4 separate regions of the Sus scrofa genome follow, and regions 1, 2 and 4 are each linked to region 3. The links are chromatin contacts, called in public HiChIP or PLAC-seq maps. All regions are on one chromosome and are shown on one strand. The core of a region is the stretch at or near the end of the contact, and the rest is flanking DNA. Distances in the headings are between cores, read along the strand shown. Region 1 has its middle 38 kb from the start of E2F6. Region 2 overlaps E2F6 (transcription factor E2F6). Region 3 has its middle 23 kb from the start of NTSR2. Region 4 overlaps GREB1 (protein GREB1).

Region 1 (3,036 bases), core at 227-2,726, 230 kb after region 3:
TGCTTCAGAGAGACAGAGGTGACCCCTTGGTTGGCTCTATGTTTTAAGGTTCTAGAATTCTTCGCGCTTATGCTATTGCCATGGGAAAATGTCTTAATGTTTGGACGACGCTTTAGAAGTTGGGGAAATATTAAGTATCAAATTGTGAAAACTGGAGTTCCCTTCGTGGCTCTGCGCTTAACAAACCTGACTAGGATCCACAAGGATGCGGGTTCGATCCCTGGCCTTGCTCAGTGGGTTAAGGATCTGGTGTTGCCGTGAGCTGTGGTAGGTGGAAGACGGGATTCAGATCCTATGTGGCTGTGGCTGTGGTGTAGGCGGGTGGCTACAGCTCCAGTTCGACCCCTAGCCTGGGAACCTCCATATGCCATGGGTGAGGCCCTAAAAAGACAAAAAAAAAAATTGTGAAAACCATACTACTACCTGGTCCCATTTCTTCTACCACTGATCAGTTCTCTCTTCCCTTGACTGGTACACATGGGCACAAAGACACAGGGCACGGATATCAGGTGAAAAGTGAAAAGAAGCAAATCTGACGAAAGCGGTAGTGCCGGTTTTTGAGCTGGGTGTTGCAATTCATGGCTAAGTCTATTTTAGCTGGGCTGTAAACCCCTGGAACTTTCATTAGAAGTTTGAGCTATAGGTCTCATATAAATAGATATACATATATATGTACAATGAAACATACAGATGTGTACATGTATGATATATACAAATAAAACACACATGTAAATATATGTATTCTGAAGTAGCTGTTTAGATCTTGATTTTGGAAATCTGGGACATTTATTTTTATATTCAATTAGGGAACTCGATTTGTGCTCTTTTCAGATTCGCCTAAACTCATCCATCAGAGGCAATTTAAAAAGGTATTAATCCTTTGAAATATGACACTTTTACTTATTAATGCTTCACACTGTATTAACATTCCAACATCTTATCAAAATATGCCACACAGGATATTTTTTTAGAGTTAAGGAAATTGGGGCAAAGGGCAACTAAGGGCAGAAAAAATAAACTGGAACTAGGGGAGAGGTTAGTACACAGCATGCATGCTGTACAGTGTGTGTCATTCGTGGCATGTCATTTTAAAAATAAAACAGCACAGCCCACTTTTCTAAAAAATGTGTCTCCTTGATCAGGAGTCTCCATCTATTTTATTTTTTTCAGCAGTGGACCTTCTTGTCCTTCTTTCTGCTCTGTTCTTTCTGCCCTGCCTTAGGAAATAGCCCACTTGATTTTTGTCCCTTTTTTTTTTCTTTTTGGGTAGTAGGCGATCTTCCACAGAAATCGAGACAATGAAAAATCACTTGAGCTTTTTCCAACAAGTGATGACGAGGAGCATTTGAGGATTCGTTTGCCAAGTTCGTTGGAACTTCTTATGCGGGCAAAGCTCATGTTTCCACTTTGGGACTCAGAGCAAAGCCATCAGCTGGGTGGCATTCTCATAACCGTTTGACGTCAGCGCCGAGACCGCGGTATCTTTAGCTGCTCGCTGTGCAGGGTGACGCCAGCTGCAGGAGGCGTCCCCATGGAAAACAGCTCACTTGGCATATGTTTATGAAGCTACCATTTGGCAGTGGTATCAAGACCTTTCTTCTAGAAATTGCTATTCCCAGTACCCAGAGGGGACAGATCTGCAAGGGAATTTAATTTTTCCGACTCTCCCTTTTCCATGAAGATGATGGAATCTATCCTATGTAAAACCATTACTTGCAATGTGAAAACCTGGACAGCATTCCCTCTTTTTTTTTTTTTTTTTTTTGCTTTCTTCGGCTGCACCTGTGGCCGACGGACGTTCCCAGGCCAGGGGTTGAATGGGAACTGCAGCCACAGCAACACCAGATCCAAGCCATGTCTGCGAGCTCCACCCCAGCTCACGGCAACACCAGATCCTTAACCCACTGAGCGAGGCCAGGGATCGAACCCACATCCTCACGGATCCTAGTCGGGTTCATCATCCGCTGAGCCATGAAAGGAACGCCCTAGACAGCATTCTTTACATCAGTATTTTAAGGAGATGAGTTGAATCGGATAAGGTGAAAGGTAAACACCTCTGTCTAGAACTGCAAACCATTTTAGATAAAATGTGAAGTGCGCCTTATTTTCACTTAGTGCTATTTTATCTATGAAAAGAAATAATCAAATACACTAGACAGAATTGTGAGGGCACAAATGAATGCATTCGCCCACATGTCCAATCTTATACTAGCAGCAGCTGCTCCTGAGACAGTATACTGGTCATGCATTGCCACCATAATGATGTGTGACAATTTCCCGACCCACCCACCCCCAGACTCAGTGACTTAAAATGCTAATACTTTATCCTCAGAGTTCTCGTTGTGGCACAGCAGAAACAAATCCGACTAGCAACCATGAAGTTGCAGGCCTCCATCAGTGGCTTAAGGATCTGGTGTTGCCGTGAGATGGTGTAGGTCACAGACAAGGCTCGGATCTGGCGTGGCTGTGGCTGTGGTGTAGGCTGGCAGTTCTGATTCAACCCTAGCCTGGGAACCTCCATGTGCCTTGGGTTTGGTCCTAAAAAGCAAAAAAAAAAAAAACAAAAAAAAAGTATCCTCAAGTTCTCAGGTGCGTGAATTGGACAGTGTCGTTTAGGGACGAGGCTGGAGGGATGGTGGTGGCTGCCTGGTGCAGGTGGAAACATGTGATGCCCCTTAAAGTCTAGGCTCAGGACTGGTGCACTGTCATTTCTGCCCAAATCTATTGGCCGAAGCTGGTCACATGGCCAACCAAGCTCAACATTGATGGGGCAGGAAAATATATTTCTCCCACAGGGATGGAGGGAAAGGGAGTGAATATTTGTTGGGACAATTGTAAGAAGAACCACAGAGTCATTTGAACAAGCAGAGTTTAATACGAACAACTAGTAACTATAACAAGAGATTGGAATAACAAAGGATTGGCTAAAAAGAACAAAACTCGACGGAATAGAGGCAGAGCAGGGAGAAAGAGCAGTCATTACCCCTAAGACCCTCCGAGGCGGAGACCAAGGTCCAGATCCCACCCACCCCCAGG
Region 2 (2,899 bases), core at 345-2,844, 200 kb after region 3:
AAAAATGAAAAAGCGAATGGAGTAAAACCGGAACATTTGAGGGATTTGGGTGGGGGATGCGGCAGTTCTTGGTTCTGTTTCTGTGCCTTTTCTGAAGGCTGAGATTATTCCAAGATGAAGAGAACGTGGGCGCCTCTTGTTCCTCACCTGTGGGGGGCGCCCTCACCTCCTCTCCCTCTCCTCCGTCCCGTCGGCAGCCTCCCTCCAGGCCCAGGGCAGGGGTGGCGTTGCCTTTACTTTTTATTAATAGCTTACTCCCTGCTGTGTAAGGAAACTTTCATTCTGATGGCAAAGCCGCTTCCAGAGGGTGCAGTTGTGTCAGAAAACAGAAAAGGAGTTTCATCGCCTGTCAGTGAGCCTCTCCGATGTGTCCCCAAGAGGGTGTCCCCGCCCTGCGTCCTTGGGAACGGAAGTCCTCGCTGCTGTTGAGCAGTGGACGTCGGCTGTGACAGCGTCCCGCTTCAACCTCCGTGCACTCGGTGAACGAATGTTTACCGAGTGCCCGGCTGTGCCAGGCTCTGCTCTGGTTCTGAAAGGAAAAGCGCTTTCATAGTTTTTTTTACAGTTTACAAAATGTGTCATTTACTCTTCACAGTAGTGGGGAGAACAGGCAGTAGAGTGACGTCCCTACAGGTGATAGAGGTGTCCCTACAGGTGTTACAGGTGACCCTCCAAGTGTTACCAGTGTCCCTACAGGTGTTGGAGGCAAAGGCCGGGACGTCCCCCAGTCGAGGAGTCCAGGTAGCCCTGAGCCCTGTCTTAAGCCGGGAACTGTTTCGAGTATAAATGAGATGACAGGCCCTTGCTCTGGGCACCTCGGAAACCTCCAGAATTGTAGATCTTTATTTGGGATGTCTGCCCCTGAGGGGCCGTGATGTGTTGCGATTCCTCTAAGATGAAGAGAGAGTGTTTTGACTTTCGCAGGGAAAGCCGAGCGGGTGCTGTTGGATGGAGTCTCTTTCCCCACAGATCTCAGCACAGCCAATATGTGGCTTATAGCCAGGGGTGTGCGCAAGGGGCTCCAACGTCCTAACCCCGTGCCAGGCCGTGAGCAGCAGCAGCCTCAACAGGGAGCCCGGAGGGAGGGTGGCGAGAGCAGGAAGGTGCCCTTCTAGAAAACGTGGGGAGCGGAGAGGGAGGCGGCCTGCTGGGAAACTTAAGTACTGGGTGAGGAGGACTCGGCCCTGCTGCTCCAAACTGAGTAGGAGCCCAGGAGCAGCAGGGCCCCTGCGGGCTCTGCGGGACCCGCCCTTTGGGCCCACGGGCCCGGGGCTGCCCTGAGGATGACGGTGAACTTTATTCTGACGTGGCAGTAACCGCAGCGGTATAGGCTGCAGATGCAGAAGTAACAGCAGGGACTCAGCAGAAAACTGGTAAGCAGACCGGAGTGTATGTAACAGCTCAGGATATTTGTGTTTGGTTTCAAATCTGTGATAAGGATGCATTTTTTTTTTTTTTTCTCATTTAAGGATCTTCCAATGGTCCTTCAGCTCTGTCTCCTCCTGCATCAGCAGAGAGGTGGAATGTAAAAATAGCAGTGACAGCTGGTCCTCCTTGTCTGCCGTTTGACTTTGCTAGGCCTGCCCTTCCGTGTCCCTGTTGGATCCTGGGCTTGCAGGTCACCGTTGTCAGCACTGAGCAGCGCTGGCCGGGCAGAGTCCTCCCGGGGCGGCTTCCCCAGCTCTGGTTTTGCATCCCGCCTGTCGACGGGCGCCTTTAAATCCTAACAACCGAATTAATTTCACAGTGGATTCCGTCTCGGGGAATATTCCACATCCAGTGAACCTGCTGACGGGTGCTGTCATCCTGTCACAGGTGATCAGGGCGACGTCGTGCCAGGGACCCGTGCAGCTTGGCCGCTCTGCTCGCCCTCAGGCTTCCTGCCCAGGTCCTCTTGCCCAGTGGCCACACGCTTAGGTTTCTCACCCGTGAGCCCGAGGACGCCCCGGGCCTGCTGGGAGGGGTGTGGAGCTCCTGCCCTGGCCCCAGCGTGGCGAGCGGGCTCCGTAGCGGACTGTCACCACCCTCGCTGCGAGCCAGGCGCTCGCACGCCCTTCCAGCCTCCTGTCCCGAGGGTTCGCGCTGGCCCCTCGGGGCTCCTCAGACGTGCGGGGCAGTTGATCTTGGATGCCTGTGTTTGTTCCTCTCATTTCTGCCTCGGGGATCCCGTCTTCCTCCTCCCTCCAGGCTCCACGTCTGCCTCATCTTCTGAGGCTCAGCTGTTTCCCGCTCTGCTGCGGACCCTCCTCCGAGAGCACCTTGTGGAAGTCACTTATCCCGGTCTGCTCCTGTCGATTTGGGCCCCAGTTTGTCCACTTTGACAGAAGCTGAGCCTGCTCGCAGCCTGTCTGGAGGCACGTGGCATCGTTACACTTTGTTCTGAGCATCAGGCTGATATGGGTTTCTGTTTACACAGCTTTATGTAAAGTTTGTTTTTTGAAAAACTAATTTCTAAATGTACTGCAGGTGTTACTACCAGTTTATATAAACTTTCATAGCCTCCAAAGAGCTGGCAAAATGGGGAGCTGGTTGTCTCAGGAGTTTAAAAGAAGTTACGAATCTAATGCCAAGGTTTCTGGTTGTATAGGATGCAATATTTTCCATTTTTAGAAATGCTGTTTTTGCAGTAATTATCAGGGGAATGCATGGCTACCTGTGACAGTTTTGTTAGTTTGGATGTGCCTTAGACTGCGCTTTCCGGAACCAAGGACAGTGGCCTGATCACCTTTGTATTCCTGATGCAGTCAGTAAATTAATGTCTAGTAATAAATTTTTACATTCACCCCCACACACACACCATTTGTTCCCTCTCCAACCCGTCTCTTTAATTACTGCTTCCAGACTGATGGAGGGCCCTGCAGCTTTAGCAGTTCAAGTCTGTGAACACTGTCAGAGGTGA
Region 3 (3,181 bases), core at 292-2,791:
TTCTCAACGAGGCTGCCCCGACCACAGTCTGCCCTCCGCCCTCAGAATCTCTGATCCTTGCCGTTTCCCTTTTCCCATTGTGCTTTCAACCTCTATCACATTCAATCATTTACATGTTTATTACACTTACTGCTTATGGATTGTCCAGGTGTGAACTCCATGAGAGCGAGGCTTCATTTTTTATTTGTTTCGTCTTATTTTGGTTAGATTTGTTCACTGTTGCACATAATAGGCTTTCCATAAATATTCTTGAGGGATGGAATTGAATGAATTAGAGCCTCATGATTGCCTTGCACCTTGGTTTTAAGATCCTGATTTGATGGGCAGCTACACCAAACAAATAAACCACACGATGTCACAGGATGGGCTGTCATGGAGATTCACAGATGCTAGAAAACGATTGAAGAGTGGTGCTTTGAGCATTTCAACTGTCATCCTTTTCTTTTTAAAGTCGTAGCAAGGATGCGAATATTCATTCCATTACTCTCTACAATGTTTGTACGTATGAGAGATTTCATTTTTTATGTCTTTTTAGGGCTGCACCTGTGCGATCTGGAGGTTCCTGGGTTAGGGGTCGAATCGGAGCTGCAGCTGTCAGCCTACAGCACAGCCACAGCAACACCAGAGCCAAGTCGCATCTGCCACCTACACCACAGGTCATGGCAATGCTGGATCCTTAACCCACTGAGTGAGGCCAGGGATGGAACCTGCGTCCTCATGGATTCCAGTCGGATTTGTTATTGCTGAGCTACAACAGGAACGCCAAGATTTTACATTTTTAAAAAAATGAACAGATATTCAGAAAGTTATCCATGACCGGGAAGCAGGGGCGGAGCACAGAGGTCCCCGGTCCTGAGCTCCAACAGCTCCATACGAACAGTGAGACAACACAGCAGTTTCCAGATCAAAACACAACAAGGATGGAACATGCGAGGAAGCCAGTCCAGGATTCGTGGGCAGACGAGCCAGACCAGCACTCAGTGACCCAGAAGTTCAGGGGGCACTGAGACGGCTGCGGTCAGAGGGGTTGGGGGACCCTCTCAGAGACAGAGGGCTGAGCTCGGCTCTGAAGAGCCAAGAGACAGAGAAAGACTTCATGGAGAACAGGTGCTGTCACAAAGGCGCTCATGGAATTGCTCGTTCTGAATAACTCACAACGTCTTTTCTGTCTCAAGGATTCTATAGTTTCATGTGCCGAAATCACCAATTCATTCGACATCAGGCTTTGGATATGCTGAAATCTTAAAACCATGTGGCCCTATGTGTTCCCTCAAAGAACTCAGAGTCGAATATGGGAGTTGGACATTAGTTCCCTTAATTACCTTGAGAAGGAAACAGAGGCGAGATGAGGACACGGAGGCTGCACCCCGGGGATGGGTTCCCAGGTGAACAAGAGCACCAGGCTCGGGGACCCCTCACGCTTTGACACGCCTCTGAGCCACTCTTGTTAAGACCCTGGTTCTCATCCGGCAGAGTCTGGGGCGGAGTCTGAGAATCTGCACTTCCCATTAGCGTCCAGGTGAGGGCGATGCTGCCACTGATCTGAGGACCAGCACAGGGCTCTAGATCCAGACCAGCTCAGACGGCTGACCAGGCCGTTCAGCAGGGTGCGTGGACCACATTTAGATCAATCATCCTGGACTCTCTAGACAGGCGCTTCCCCAACCTGGCTGCACATCAGTCACGTGGGCAACTTACTAATGCCAACAATCTGATTCCACAGGGATGCGGTCTGGGATTTTGCCTTTTTTTTTTTTTTGCCAGTTGCTCAGGGAGTCTGGTGCACAGACTCTCCTGAAACCGACTGCTCACACCTGACTTTCGGGAGACCCGGGGGGGACCAGCTCTCTCTGTCTGGTCTCTTTCTCTAACTCTCTAGCTCCCCCTGCTGGGTCCATCCTGTCTGTCATAACGACCTGGAAGCTTCCCTCCATTCACAACTGGACACATGCCCAAGAAAGTCTCTGGGGTATGATTTGAAGCGTATGAGGAAGGCTGGCCCCTGACCCCAAAGAAGATATGTTCCCCACTTTAGCTGCTCTCCATGCCTTAAATTTCTCAGGCTGCAATACAATCCCAAGATCTTGGGGCCAGCATCCTACTCATCTCTGTATCGTGGGGCTCAGGAAAGGGTACTGAAGGCAGACCGAGCAAGCGGCAGTAAAATTTAAAGGAAAACTTTGAACTAAGCTTTGCCCTCTTTTCTGTTTTTATCAAAGGAGGACATCTGGAGAAGAGCAATGTAAATGACTTTCCGCCTGTGGCTTTCTCCTGGGACACAGAGTGGCCACACCAGAGCCCTGTGTGCCTGGGACAAAGACGTGGTAGAAACGGGGGGAGAAGGAAAAGAGGTGGGGCCTCTGCAGAGCACGTGCTGTTAGCCAAGTGCTCGGCATCACAACTCAGGATCGAAAGCTGCTCGCTCATCAGAATCTACTGGAGAATTCACTGACATTCCCTGCTCCGGGCCCCACTATAACCTGTTGAATCAAAATCTCTAGCAGGAGAACCCAGGACCTTTGCAAAACTCCCAGGTCATCCTGGTGTTTGGGAAGCACATCTTATACCCTTTAACCCTCACTGCAACCCATTTTATAGATGAGGCCACACAAGACTGAGGGACTCCCTGAAGTCACACAGCCAGTAAGTGCCAGAGCCAAAGCAAGGAGAAGGAAGTGGGGCCAGCCTTTCTGGTGGCGTTTTCACAGGACATAGAAACACTCAAAATCCTGAAAGTAGTCAGAAGTGATGACTTTCTGTTCTGAATATGCCGGCTTTTCCCTGCGACACACGGTGCGCCGGGTTCTCACTTAAGGCATGGTCATCATGGAGCTGTCACCCTACCTGCCCCTTAGTGTTAAAAAGCCAGGGACACGGATGACCTGTAAGAAAGCAGCAGCCACCAGAATCCACAGGGAATAAGCCTGGGAAGGAAAATGCTTTCTTTTTTCATAGAATAGTTAGGTTGGAATAGTCAGGGGAACCTCTCTCTCTCTCTCTCTCTCTCTCTCTCTCTCACACACACACACACACACACACACACACACACACACACACTTGCACACAGGAGTATTAAATGCCTGAACAGGCATTTAATAAAATTTTTCATGGTGCCCAAGAGGTAGGTGGAATCACTTGGGTTGAGTCATCCTGCAATAAGTTCAGCTAGTTAAATTATCAG
Region 4 (3,106 bases), core at 432-2,931, 130 kb after region 3:
CCTCTTACCTCGCACTTCTAGGTGAAGTTCCTTTTTTTTTTTTTTTAGGGCCACACCCACGGCACATGGAGGTTCCCTGGCTACAGGTCGAATCAGAGCTGTAGCTGCCAGCCTACACCACAGCCGCAACAACACTAAATCCGAGCCACGTCTGCGACCTACACCACAGCTCACAGCAATGCCAGATCCTTAACCCACCGGGCGGGGCCAGGGATCGAACCCGCAACCTCATGGTGCCTAGTCGGATTCGTTTCTGCTGTACCACAGCGGAAACTCCAAAGCAAGAAATTCTTTTTACAAAGAATGTGAAGGGCTTCGGGGCCTCGTATCAAGATGGTCCTCAGGCCTGGCTCATCCAAGTTCTCCAACGAAGTGAAATTCTCCTCCTTGTCCGAGCTCATTTTTTTCTGGCCATCCCAAGACTTTCCTCTCCTGCTTGGCCTCCTCCCGGCACTGACCGTGCTGGAAACTCTCCCTGGGATAGGGCCAGTTGTTGGGTTTGTTCGTATAAAAGACATCAGCATATCACACCAGGATTTCTGTCCCTTCCATCAAACACCAAATAAATGCAGGCACAAATACTGCAGACTCCGTTCCTAGCTTCTGTTTACAGGAAAGCAGCTGAGTCGTGGAGAAGCTGGGACGCTGGCCCTGGGTTTTCAGCCCAGCCCCTCACTCACCCGGTGCTGTGTGACCTTGTGTGACCTTGGGCAGCTCCAGTCCCCTCCCCCACAAACGGAGCTAACAAGGCTTTACTTCAAAGGGGCCTGGGGAGCTTTACAGGAGATAATGGACAACAAAGGTATTGAGCGCAGGGATCCCTTTTTTTTTTTTTTTGAGGACTAGTCAGGCTGATCTCTTTCCCGGTCACAGCGCTAGGCTCTCACCCGTGTCCTGCTATTTGCCGACACTGATGTCCCCTCCCCTCTCCTCCCCCACCGCTACTCCCAGTGGCGCTCAAACATTGCAAAACGGAACATCTGGGAGGTATGGCACCTCCCGGGGGCCAGGTTCCCGGTCTGCCTTTGCCTCCCACTGGCTCCGAGGCATCGTTCATCCTGTCCCTGCACCCTGGCTGGGTGCTGAGCTCACATCCACTGGGCACAGCGGCGGCTTCACGTCCCAGAGCCTGTTTGCCCAGCAAAAGGAGGATAATAATCCCCCCTGGCAGAAGGCTGCTGGGAGGCTCCCGTGATACCAGGACCCTAGAGCACCGTTTTCCCCACCTGCCCCAGAGTCGGGGCTCCAGAAAGGCAGCTTCATGGTGGTGGCCCCGTGATGGACGTGACTACGAAGGAGCCCTGAGAACACGAAGACCCCTCCCCGCTGCGGGCGAGCAGCGGCTCCCCACGCTGGGAAGATGTGCAAACGCCTCTCCCCCCGCACATCCAAAGAAGCTGCAGCGAATGTTCCACTGGCCACGAAACAATGCGTCTGATTCTGAGCCCGTTGGATGGAAAAGGCAGCGAGCCTGCTTAGGTATGATTCATCACTGTCTGCCGCAGTAATTAGAAGCATTTTGCTGGGTTCTAGGTCAGAATGACCCAGTTACTGCACTATTTCTTGTTTCCCCCACTGCTCAGAAACCAAAGGCTCAGGAAAAGCCAGCTCCTTGGCGGCGGCTGCTCAGAGGCGGGACATTGACAGCTCTGCCCTTCAGAGGCCAGTCCCCCCCTCCCCAGAGAGCCATCAATGTGCCAAGTCTTTCATTTGACTAGACACGAGTATAACGTGGACGGGTGCCCTAGCCTGGAACTCAAGAAACCTATCCTGTCCACCTGTTTCCCAAGCTCCTGGAACGAAAGAACAACCATCAGAGTAAACACTCTCATTAAAGGCTCCCACAGGCAGGAAGAAAAAAGGAAAATCCATGACCCCAAGTGTCTGCTGGCTGCTAAACTCTCCAGGAATGAAGGAACCCCTCCCGCTTCATTCTGCCTAAGGTTGACTCATTAACAGGAGCGCTTCTTACGTATGTCAAATGACATGTTTAAATGACAAATAGCAGGAAATAATGACAGAAAACAGAGAAATATACGTAAGGCTAGAAAGTTACATTACTCACTTCCTTAGTACCTACAATAGGTGCAGTATTTTATTTTATTTTATTTTGTCTTTTTGTCTTTTTAGGACCACCCCCGTGGCATATGGAAGTTCCCAGGCTATGGTTCGAATTGGAGCTTCAGCTGCCTGCCTACACCACAGCCACAGCAGTGCCCGAGCCAGGACTCGGACCTACACCACAGCTCACGGCAATGCCAGATCCTTAACCCACTGAGAGAGGCCAGGGATGGAACCCTCAATCTCATGGTTCCTAATCAGATTCATTTCTGCCACACCACGATGGGAGCTTCCAGATGCAGTATTTTAAATGCAGAGAGAAAAAAAGACTGGAAGGAAACACACTGAAATGTTAACAGTGGATGTTTGTGGAAATGAAACTATGGACACTTTTCTCTTCATCCGATTTCTAATTCTCTATATTCTATTTTTCTGTATTTTCTAATGTTTTAAAATGCGGTTTGTATAAATAATTGGGGGTTGTTATACTCATGAAATTCCATCAAGCCTGAAGCCTTTTCAAGACAGCATGATATGGAAAAGATGAGAGGACCTGGGAGTTCCCGTCGTGGCTCAGCAAAAATGAATCCAACCAGTACCCATGATGATGCAGGTTCGATCCCTGGCCCGCTCAGTGGGTTAAGGATCTGGCGTTGCCGTGAGCTGTGGTGTAGGTCCGAGTCCTGGCTCGGGCACTGCTGTGGCTGTGGTGTAGGCAGGCAGCTGAAGCTCCAATTCGAACCATAGCCTGGGAACTTCCATATGCCACGGGGGTGGTCCTAAAAAGACAAAAAAAAAAAAAAGACTCATGACACAAGGAAAAGCCACCTGCCCACTGCCAGGGTAAGGACCAAGACCATCCCAGCATCCCTGGACCTCTCCCCACCCTCTGCCACCTTATGGGCTTCTCAATCGCCCCCATGCCCAGGTAACCGGTACCCTACATTTTATGTTTCTCATTCCCTTGCTTTTCTTTATAATTTTAACACAACTCTTACCTTATTTAACTTCACGTTAACCTAAAATTTGACACAGAATTACCTTG

The links. HiChIP or PLAC-seq counts read pairs in DNA pulled down with a chosen protein or histone mark.
Region 1: an H3K27ac HiChIP or PLAC-seq map of skeletal muscle shows a contact between it and region 3. The contact joins two enhancer-like sites. A contact is called at or near these places in 2 of 47 Hi-C or Micro-C datasets (heart right ventricle and retroperitoneal adipose tissue) and 1 of 2 datasets of contacts at active chromatin or transcription factors (skeletal muscle).
Region 2: an H3K27ac HiChIP or PLAC-seq map of skeletal muscle shows a contact between it and region 3. The contact joins two enhancer-like sites. A contact is called at or near these places in 4 of 47 Hi-C or Micro-C datasets (fetal heart ventricle, mesenteric adipose tissue, skeletal muscle and 1 more) and 1 of 2 datasets of contacts at active chromatin or transcription factors (skeletal muscle).
Region 4: an H3K27ac HiChIP or PLAC-seq map of skeletal muscle shows a contact between it and region 3. The contact joins two enhancer-like sites. A contact is called at or near these places in 2 of 47 Hi-C or Micro-C datasets (fetal heart ventricle and skeletal muscle) and 1 of 2 datasets of contacts at active chromatin or transcription factors (skeletal muscle).

What each region holds. Positions count from the first base shown.
Region 1 is chr3:125,284,270-125,287,305 of Sscrofa11.1, forward strand. No RefSeq gene overlaps it. Among named protein-coding and RNA genes, the nearest start is that of E2F6, 38 kb to the left of the region's middle. Within about 2 kb of position 1,477, at least 12 of the 83 cell types and tissues checked have an H3K27ac peak or open chromatin away from gene starts, as enhancers often do. A contact at or near this core is called in skeletal muscle, where this site is marked.
Region 2 is chr3:125,254,032-125,256,930 of Sscrofa11.1, forward strand. The region is part of intron 1 of E2F6 (transcription factor E2F6); the gene reads left to right. Among named protein-coding and RNA genes, the nearest start is that of E2F6, 7.2 kb to the left of the region's middle. Within about 2 kb of position 1,595, at least 11 of the 83 cell types and tissues checked have an H3K27ac peak or open chromatin away from gene starts, as enhancers often do. A contact at or near this core is called in skeletal muscle, where this site is marked.
Region 3 is chr3:125,057,985-125,061,165 of Sscrofa11.1, forward strand. It overlaps a transcript of LPIN1 not described here. Among named protein-coding and RNA genes, the nearest start is that of NTSR2, 23 kb to the right of the region's middle. Within about 2 kb of position 1,542, at least 9 of the 83 cell types and tissues checked have an H3K27ac peak or open chromatin away from gene starts, as enhancers often do. A contact at or near this core is called in skeletal muscle, where this site is marked.
Region 4 is chr3:125,189,905-125,193,010 of Sscrofa11.1, forward strand. All of the region lies in intron 1 of GREB1 (protein GREB1), which reads right to left. Among named protein-coding and RNA genes, the nearest start is that of GREB1, 43 kb to the right of the region's middle. Within about 2 kb of position 1,682, at least 15 of the 83 cell types and tissues checked have an H3K27ac peak or open chromatin away from gene starts, as enhancers often do. A contact at or near this core is called in skeletal muscle, where this site is marked.